Regions from separate parts of the Canis lupus genome. Here region 1 is linked to region 2. Evidence: chromatin contacts called from public Hi-C data. All regions are on one chromosome and are shown on one strand. Each heading gives the region's core, a stretch centred on a gene start, on an enhancer-like site or on the middle of the called end of the contact. The rest is flanking DNA. Distances are from core to core; before and after follow the strand shown.

What was found. A called contact is a pair of places that touch in the nucleus more often than the background predicts.
Region 1: a contact with region 2 is called in a Hi-C map of blood, with 2.4 times the contacts expected there. The contact joins the promoter of TRMO here to the promoter of XPA in region 2. A contact is called at or near these places in 2 of 9 Hi-C or Micro-C datasets (both in blood).

What each region holds. Positions count from the first base shown.
Region 1 is chr11:55,536,444-55,540,645 of UU_Cfam_GSD_1.0, reverse strand. It overlaps TRMO (tRNA (adenine(37)-N6)-methyltransferase), which reads left to right and starts at 2,481. Exons shown (of 5, transcript XM_038552905.1): 1 at 2,481-2,632. The coding sequence starts at 2,557.
Region 2 is chr11:55,330,242-55,334,380 of UU_Cfam_GSD_1.0, reverse strand. XPA (DNA repair protein complementing XP-A cells) reads left to right here and starts at 2,808. Exons shown (of 6, transcript XM_038552904.1): 1 at 2,808-2,979. The coding sequence starts at 2,808.

The DNA.
Region 1 (4,202 bases), core at 1,232-3,731, 210 kb before region 2:
TTCTAATAGTGTTGCATTAAGATGAACCATAAGAAAAAAAAAGATGAACCATAAGATAGTTGTAGAGGTACAATGCACAAGAGCATAAAGGTGAGATGGGGAAGTAGATAGAAGGAGGAATATAGTACACTAGAAAGAGAGGGATCTTCTCTTTTTACCTCTTAGGACCCTTTCTACTTGTCCTCTTACCCCACTCCCTGTATACACACAATCTCTGCTTTCTCACTATTCTCAAACACCAGTGTGCATCTGAACACTTTACAGTTTTCTTCTTGGCTTAGAACCTTGAGGTCACAGAACCAAAAGTTTTGCAACCATCTACCCCTACTTTATAGGTACAATAGTGGTTCTTAAAAATCCATGAATCCTATGCTATTAAATCTAAAATGATGCATGAGAAGTCCTGAAGCTTTAGTTGTTTTTTCAAAGGGATACTTCATCCAAATGAAAGATTAAGAACCATTTTTAAATGTAGGATGATGACCACCTATATCAGAATCATTTAGGTTTTTGTAAAGGAATATTCCCAGGTCTTACCTCCAAAGAAACAGTTGCCTTAAAAACTACAAATAATCAGATATAACTCTGGAAAGGATAATAAAAAAAGCCTCAGAGCACATAATAAAGGTGCTACATATTTAAGTTCCTATTTTCCATAAAGAGAAAATTTACCTTTGAAATTTAGATGTAGCAAGCTAATTCAGTGTTTCCAAATCGGCCTTGCATCTCAGTATACTTGTTACACTCTGTAATGCATGATTGTGGCCTGATTATCATGAGATAATAATGTCTAGGGTCAGGCGGGCAAATACCTCTCATTTTCCACAATGGTTTGTCCACAAATTAAGCGAGATGTATCACTTTCAACACCACCATCTAGCGGCAAACTCGATGCCAGGTGTTACTGCCCCAGTTTTACGAAGTATATATATAGCTCAATTGTTCTCAAACTTGTTTCTGCAGGTGCACAGATGAATGGCATTTCTCCTGGAAACAGATGCCATTAGGCATTGTTTTCCAATTTTTTCATGGACAGAAGACACATATATGAATTTTATCAATTTTAAAGTGTGTGTTTTATTTTTTATTTTAAAGATTTTATTTATTCATGATAGACACACAGAGAGAGGCAGAGACGCAGGCAGAGGGAGAAGCAGGCTCCATGCAGGGAGCCCGACGTGGGACTCGATCCCAGGTCTCCATGATCACGCCCTGGGCGGAAGGCCCCGCTAGACCGCTGAGCCACCCGAGCTGCCCTGTGTGTGTGTGTGTGTTTTAAATCACAACCTTCTCTTTAAATCTTTGGCTGTTACTGGTTGTTTTCTATTAGTGATCTATAACTCTGTGACAAGTGAAAAGAGGTTTAGCAACAGATTTTCATGGTTGAGCCTTTAACATCTGGGGACTTGCATGCTTTTGAATATTTTATATTCCAAGCCATATGTTCCCCCCGCCCCACACAGGTTTTTTTTTTTTTTTTAAACCCAGACACAGAACTGTATGTACAGAGAAACTTGATATAGGAAGGAGATGACGTTACAAGTAAGTAGGTAAAAAGGTAGTAGCATCGCTGCAAGGATAACTGTTTTTATCGCGTGGGATGAAAACAGGATTCTTGTTGGCTCTCAACTTTTCACAGCTGAACAGAAAAAGATCTTTAGGGCATCCCGGGGGGGCTCAGCGGTCTAGCGCCGCCTTCAGCCCAGGGTGTGACCCTGGAGACTCAGGATCGAGTCCCACGTCGGGCTCCCTGCATGGAGCCTGCTTCTCCCTCTGCCGGTATCTCTGCCCCGCCCACCCCCTGCGTCTCTCATGAGTAAATAAATAGAGTCTTAAAAAAAAAAAAAAAAAAGATCAGTCTCTCCCTTGTACATGGCATATTGGCTCTCAATTTCATTCTTGCTCCAGTTCCCGTTTGGCATGGAGCACAAAATCCAGTCCCCCCCCTCCCCACCTCTTAACCCCTATTCCAGTGACGTTCCCCATTAGAAATAAGGTTTACTTGGGGTTCCTTGCTGACAAAACATCGTTTTACTATGGGAAAAATTAAAGTATACAGAAGTATAAAATAATCATGTGTGTTCTCACCACTCAAGAATGTCTAATTTCCTGACATCCGACCACTAGGTTATGTGGTAACTGTACGTACACATCCTTTTTCTTTAAAAATCAGTGTCCTTCACTGGACACGTAGACTCCTATATTAATGTTCCGAGAGAGGCATCCTAGTGCGTAATTCTTCATGGAAGCGCCCCCCTCGGCAAGCGCAGGAAATCGGGAGTCACTGGTGGTGAGTCGCAGAGGATCAGAGCGAGGAGACGGAGAGCCGGGCCCGGGAGAGGAACCGAGGCCGGGAAAGGGCTTCAGGAAACCCAGCGAAACCCTCCGGGTGCCGCCGGCCGCGCCCGCTAAGGGCGCTCCCCGCTCCCCGCCCCCCGCGCATGCGCCAGGCTCTGGGTCCGCACCTTCCAGGGCGGCTTCTGCGCAGGCGCCAAGCTCGGGGACCGGAAGCGGAAGGCCTGTCGCCTAGGGTCGACACCTCAGTGAGCAGCAGCTATGCGCGGCTCGGAGGAGCCGGGGTCTCGGCCCGCAGCGACCCCGTGCGGGTGCGTGAAGCCGGCTCTGGAAACAGGTAACTTCTGACAGACCCGCGGTTCCGCACCCGAAGGAGGCCTAGGCGCAGGCCGCTGACTTGACGGCAGAGAGGGACACAAGACGCGACAAGTTGAACCAAAGTGCGTCATTATACTTATTGCGAAGCCACGGATCACGTGCACGGGCGACCACGTGATTTTGCCGAGGCGAGCGGAATGATGTCATCTCCTGTTGCGGGGTAGCTGCGGCTGGGTCGGGCTTGGCGCGGTGGCTGGAGCAGCCACGTGCTGATCAGCAGCAGCCTTTCTCGCAGAGGTCGTGCTCCTGTGAGAGTGAGGATGCGAACGCCGGTGTTAGCGGGTTTGGAATTAATAAATACGAGAGAGAGGCATCCTGTACTAAGGGAAGTGAGGCGGGAGAGACGGGAAATCTTTTTATACTGGTTCTGGAAGAGATGGGCATGAGTTTGTTTTCACGTCATTATAGAGAGAATATTAGATTAGAAGAAGCAAATGGAAGAAAATTAAAATCTGCTGTCACCCAGAGAAAACCACACTTAATATCCTGGAGTCTACTTTCCATTCCTGTTTCAGTTCATGCACGGTAGAAAAAGGGGATTATGTGACGCCACTGTTTTATGACTTTTTTTCTAAAACTTAAGTTCCCTATAAATCTATGGCCATTAATAATTTTAAGGGATTGCACATTATTCTGCGTTAAAAGAAAAAATTTTTTTAAATTTATTTGAGAGAGGGAAAGCATGCGTTCACATAAGCAAGGTGAAGATGGAGAAGCAGGCTCCCCACTGAGCAGAGAGCCCCATGTAGGGCTCGATCCTAGGACCCTAGGATCATGACCGGAGCCAAAGGCAGATGATTAACCAACTGAGCCACCCAGGCACCCCCATTTTGCTTTAGAGATGTGTTCTGATTAACCAGTTACTTACTGTTGGGCATTTAGGTTACTGCCAGTTTTCAATTGGAAGAAAATTCTTTTTTTTTTTGGAAGAAAATTCTTAAAACTAAAATGTTTGTGCACATGTTATAAAAATTTAACTTAGATTAAATTTACTAAAAGTACTGTAACTTGGTCAAAGGTTGTGCTCATTTAAAAAAAATTATTGCACAGTGCCAGATTACAGGTCTAATATTTCAATATGCAGGAAGGAACAGGGCTCAGAGGTCTACATAGCATGGAATGGGGGAGCTGTAAGTTTGAAATACTGGATGGAGGTTTATTGAATTCACACTGTAGAGAACCTTGATTTTAGTATACAGGCTGCTGTAGCAAGCCCTGTAGAGAACCTTGAATATCAGGTTAGGAAATATAACCTCTGCTAACAGAAAGGTGGAAAATTTAGCAAGAGGGTAGCATAAAATTAAGGAACGCGGAATCTGGAGTATTGATATAGTGCACAAGGGGAAGGGCCTGTAATGGGGACATGAATTAAGACAAGGTTAATTTAACAGTCCAGGCAGGAAGGCAAAAGGACCTGAACTATCTGTCAACACTAAGACATACAGTTAAACTTTGTGTATAAAAACTCTGCATTAGGGCAGCCCGGGTGGCTCTGCGTGCCGCCGTCAGCCCAGGGGTGATCCTGGAGA
Region 2 (4,139 bases), core at 1,559-4,058:
CCCAAGTCCCACACCTAGTAGTGTTCATTAATTTCCATCACCTGGCTGGGCCCAGTCAGAATTTGAGTTGTTTTAAAATTTTTTTATAAAGTTTACTATTAGGAACATGTAGTGCATTCACAATTCACTGTCACCATTGTCTAGTTCCAGGACACTTCAAGACCCCACAACGACACCTTAATACTTAATAAGCAGTCAGTCTTCAGCCCCTGGCAACCAGTACTCTGCTTTTCTGTTTCTGTTAATGAGTTTGCTGATTCTGAATGTTTCTTACAAAAGGAATGCATTGTTTTCAAGGTCCATTCATGTTGCAGCACGTGTCGGTACTCTGCTCCTTTTATGGCCGAGTAATATTCCTTTGTGGGGACATATATCTCATTTCATTCATCCATTCATCATTTGATGGGTATTTGGGTAGTTTTAACCTTTTGGTTACTGTGAATAGGGCCTGCTACAAACACTCATGTGCAAGTTTTTGTTTGAACACCTGTTTTCAATTCTTTGTGGTATGTGGATTTGTGGGGTAGGGTTTTAGAACAACCTGGAACACTGAGGTCTCACATTCTTATTCAATGTTTAAAAGTTGAGCAGCAGAATCTAGTGGTTCCACTCTATTGAGTATATATATTATACACATATAATATATATAATACTATATATTAGTATTTTAATATACATGTATATATATGCTGTAGAACATTATATAAAGCAGAATGAGTGGAATCGCTGACTCATGTGGTAATTGTGTGTTTAACTTTTTGAATAGCCAAACTGTTTCCCATAGCAGCATTTTACATTCCTACCGGTCACATTTGAGAGCTCCAATTTCTCCAAATTCTTGCCAACACGTACTATTTTGTTATTTTTTTCCTTTAAGTCTAGTTATCTTAGTGGTGGTAAAGTGGTATCTCACTGTACTTTTGATTTGTATTTCCCTAATGAGTAGTGATGAATATCTTTTCATGTGCTTGTTGGCCATTTGTATATAGTCTTTAGAAAAATATCTATTTAATTAAGTCCTTTGCTTATTTAAAAATTGGGTTACTTGCCTTTTTGTTATTCACTTATAAAATTTCTTTATGTATTCTGGATACTCGACCCTTTTCAGATATACGATTTGCAAATATTTTCTACCCTTCTGTGAGTTATCTTTTTCACTTTCTTGGTGGTGTTCTTTTTTTGTTTTTAAGATTTTATTTATTAGAGAGAGAGCAAGTACACAAGGAGGCAGAGTGGAAGGCAGAGGGAGGGGGAGAAGCAGGCTCCCTGGACTTTGGGATCATGACCTGAGCCGAAGGCAGATGCTTAACCGACTGAGCCATCCAGGCGCCTCTTGATGGTTCTTTGATGTACAAAAGTTTTAAATTTTGATGAAGTCCAAATTATCAAATTTTTGCTTTTATTGTTTGGGATTTTGGTGTTATATGGAATTTGAGATTTTGTCACCTGGACAAGGTCAACAAATAGGAAGGGAAAGGAATCTGAGGGGTAAGGAAACAGGGATTGCTTGAGAGATCTCTATCTCCATTCAACCAGAAGATCTGAGCATTTATCTGCTTTATATAATGTTCTCCAGATTTAAAAAATATATATTAAATATAGATTATATTTATATATTAAATATACTAAGTTATATTTAACATATATGAATAATATAATCAACAAATTAGATTAAATAAATAAATTAATAATAAATAAATTAGAACCACTAGGTGGTTCTGCTAAAATTTTAATCATTGAAAACTAGTGTGAAACCTCGGTGTTCTGAAAACTAGTCTTTAATGATATATGTAATAATTAGAAGATAATGGGCCTTCTGGTTTCATTTGAAATTTCGTTTGTAATAAAAAAGCATACGTTTTTGGGAAAGCATGCAATATTTCTTGCAAAATGCTCCATTTACCACACTTTTGGGAAGTCAGGATTTGACTCAAATCCAAACCCACTGTCTACCTGGTGGCATTTCATCCGCACTGAAGGAATATTTCATGGAAAAGACAGCCAAGTTCGTGCATATCAGCTTTGGTACCCCTGATGTCATATAGCGGGTGAGAGTTAGAACCCAGGGTTTCCCATTTCGAATCTAAGGCTCTGCCCCCTAGGCCATGTTTTCATAATAAAGTCAGATGAATCATCTATGGGGCTTTTTTGACTGGCACTGCTAGTACTACTAGCTGCTATTATTTTTGGAAGCTTTCTACATGCCAGGCGTTGGGCTGGACACCTTGGCCGCTAATCTATCCAACAACCCAGGAAGCGGTCTGTCATCATCCTCGTTTAGCTCCTGAAGAAATTTACCTGAGGTTACGTAAGTTGTTCAAGCAACCAATGGTAAATGTCAGAGCTAGAACTTAACCCAGATTTGACTCCAAAGCGTATATTCTGGACCACCAGGCAAGACCAGGATTTTGAGGAGGACCGGGTCCTGGACACCGCCCTCAGCCCCGCCCCTTCTAGTTCCCTGCCTTGACGCTGCGCAGGCCCCGCCCCCTCCTCCCGCCCCGCCCCCTCCTCCCGCCCCGCCCCCTCCTCCCGCCCCGCCCCCTCCTCCCGCCCCGCCCCCTCCTCCCGCCCCGCCCCCTCCTCCCGCCCCGCCCCCTCCTCCCGCCCCGCCCCCTCCTCCCGCCCCGCCCCCTCCTCCCGCCCCGCCCCAGCCGCCTCAGGTCGCGCAGGCGCTCTCCTTCTCAGCGGCCGCCGAGCGGAGTCGCCCGGGAGGCGGTGCCGGCGTCCTGACCGGGCGCTGGGCGGGCTTCGGCGCCAGTGCGCGTGCGCGGGGCCGGAGCCTCGGCTCTCCGGGGCGTCTGGAGATGGCGGCCGCCGGGGGACCCTCGCCGGAGCCGGCGGCTTCGGAACCGCCGGCAGAGCTGCCTGCCTCGGTGCGGGCGAGCATCGAGCGGAAGAGGCAGCGGGCGCTGATGCTGCGCCAGGCCCGGCTGGCGGCCCGGCCCTACCCGGCGACGGCGGCTGCGGCTCCCGGAGGTCTGGGCCCTGGCGGCGCCTGCCCCTTCCCTCCGGCGGGCCCGGTGCCGCGCGGGGAGGCCGCTCCCAGGGCCGACGCGGAGCCCAGAGCGCCAGCGGTTAAGCGCTGGAGCCCGGGCCTCCTCCCTGCACCCAGGTGGCCCCGCTCCCCGCTGAGGTTGGGGGATGCGGCCGCCCTCACCGGTCGGGGCGTCCCAGCGGGTGTCGGGCCGTCGGGGCGTCGGGCTGTCGGTCGGCGCCTTAGCTTTCCCTTTCCGGCCCCGCTGCGCGTCCAAGGGCCAGGGGTGGGCCTCGCATATAAAGCGTTCAGGCTCGTGGCCCATTTCGGGGATCACCCCGCACCGCCCCCGGGTTCATCCCCGTCACCAAAAAGGCGACTGCGCGCGTATTGGGATCCTGCACCTGCTACGTGCCGGGCACCGCGGGCAAACGGACGCGAGCGACTGGCTTCGTGAGGCTCTCTAGGGTAGCACCTGCTGTGACTCCCATCTCTCGAGTTAGCTGACTTGTTAACTTGGAGATAATCAGGGCAGGGTTGGGGAGCGGTGATTTACTGAGGACCAGAGAAGGAAAGGGATCTGCCTGTCCGGCTTCATCGCGGCGGGTTCACAAGCTAATCAGGACTAGAATGGAGCGCATCCCGTCCCATACTGGCTTCTTGGCCTTTTCCTGCCACCAACTGCTTCTGTGCCAGGCGTCTGTTACATCTGTCTGAAATTTATCCCCCCCGCCCCCTTTTCTTAGGGCAGCCCTTGACTGCATGTCTTTCATGTAGGTACCTTTATGTCCTATAACTTTGCACTGTCGTCTTCCTTTGGGCACCTAAAATAGTTTGGTGGACATGCAGTTTTTCAAGACTGCCTCTATGACATGAAGTACACCTGTTCCTAAAGCTACATGCTATACTGTGTTGAGCGTACTTTAGAGCTGTGTCATCTACTACCCCTTTTCATCAGCCAGAAGAAAAGAAAAATGACAGGAGCTGATAGCATGTCTTGATATTCATACTGACACTGGATCTGCCAATTCTAGCTACTTTGGAGAGTTCTGGTTTCATCCTGTTTTCTAGTTTGTTTTTTTAAATTCCTTTCTCCAGGGTCCCTGGGTGGCTCAGTGGTTTAGCACTTGCCTTCAGCCCAGGACGTGGTCCTGGAGTCCTG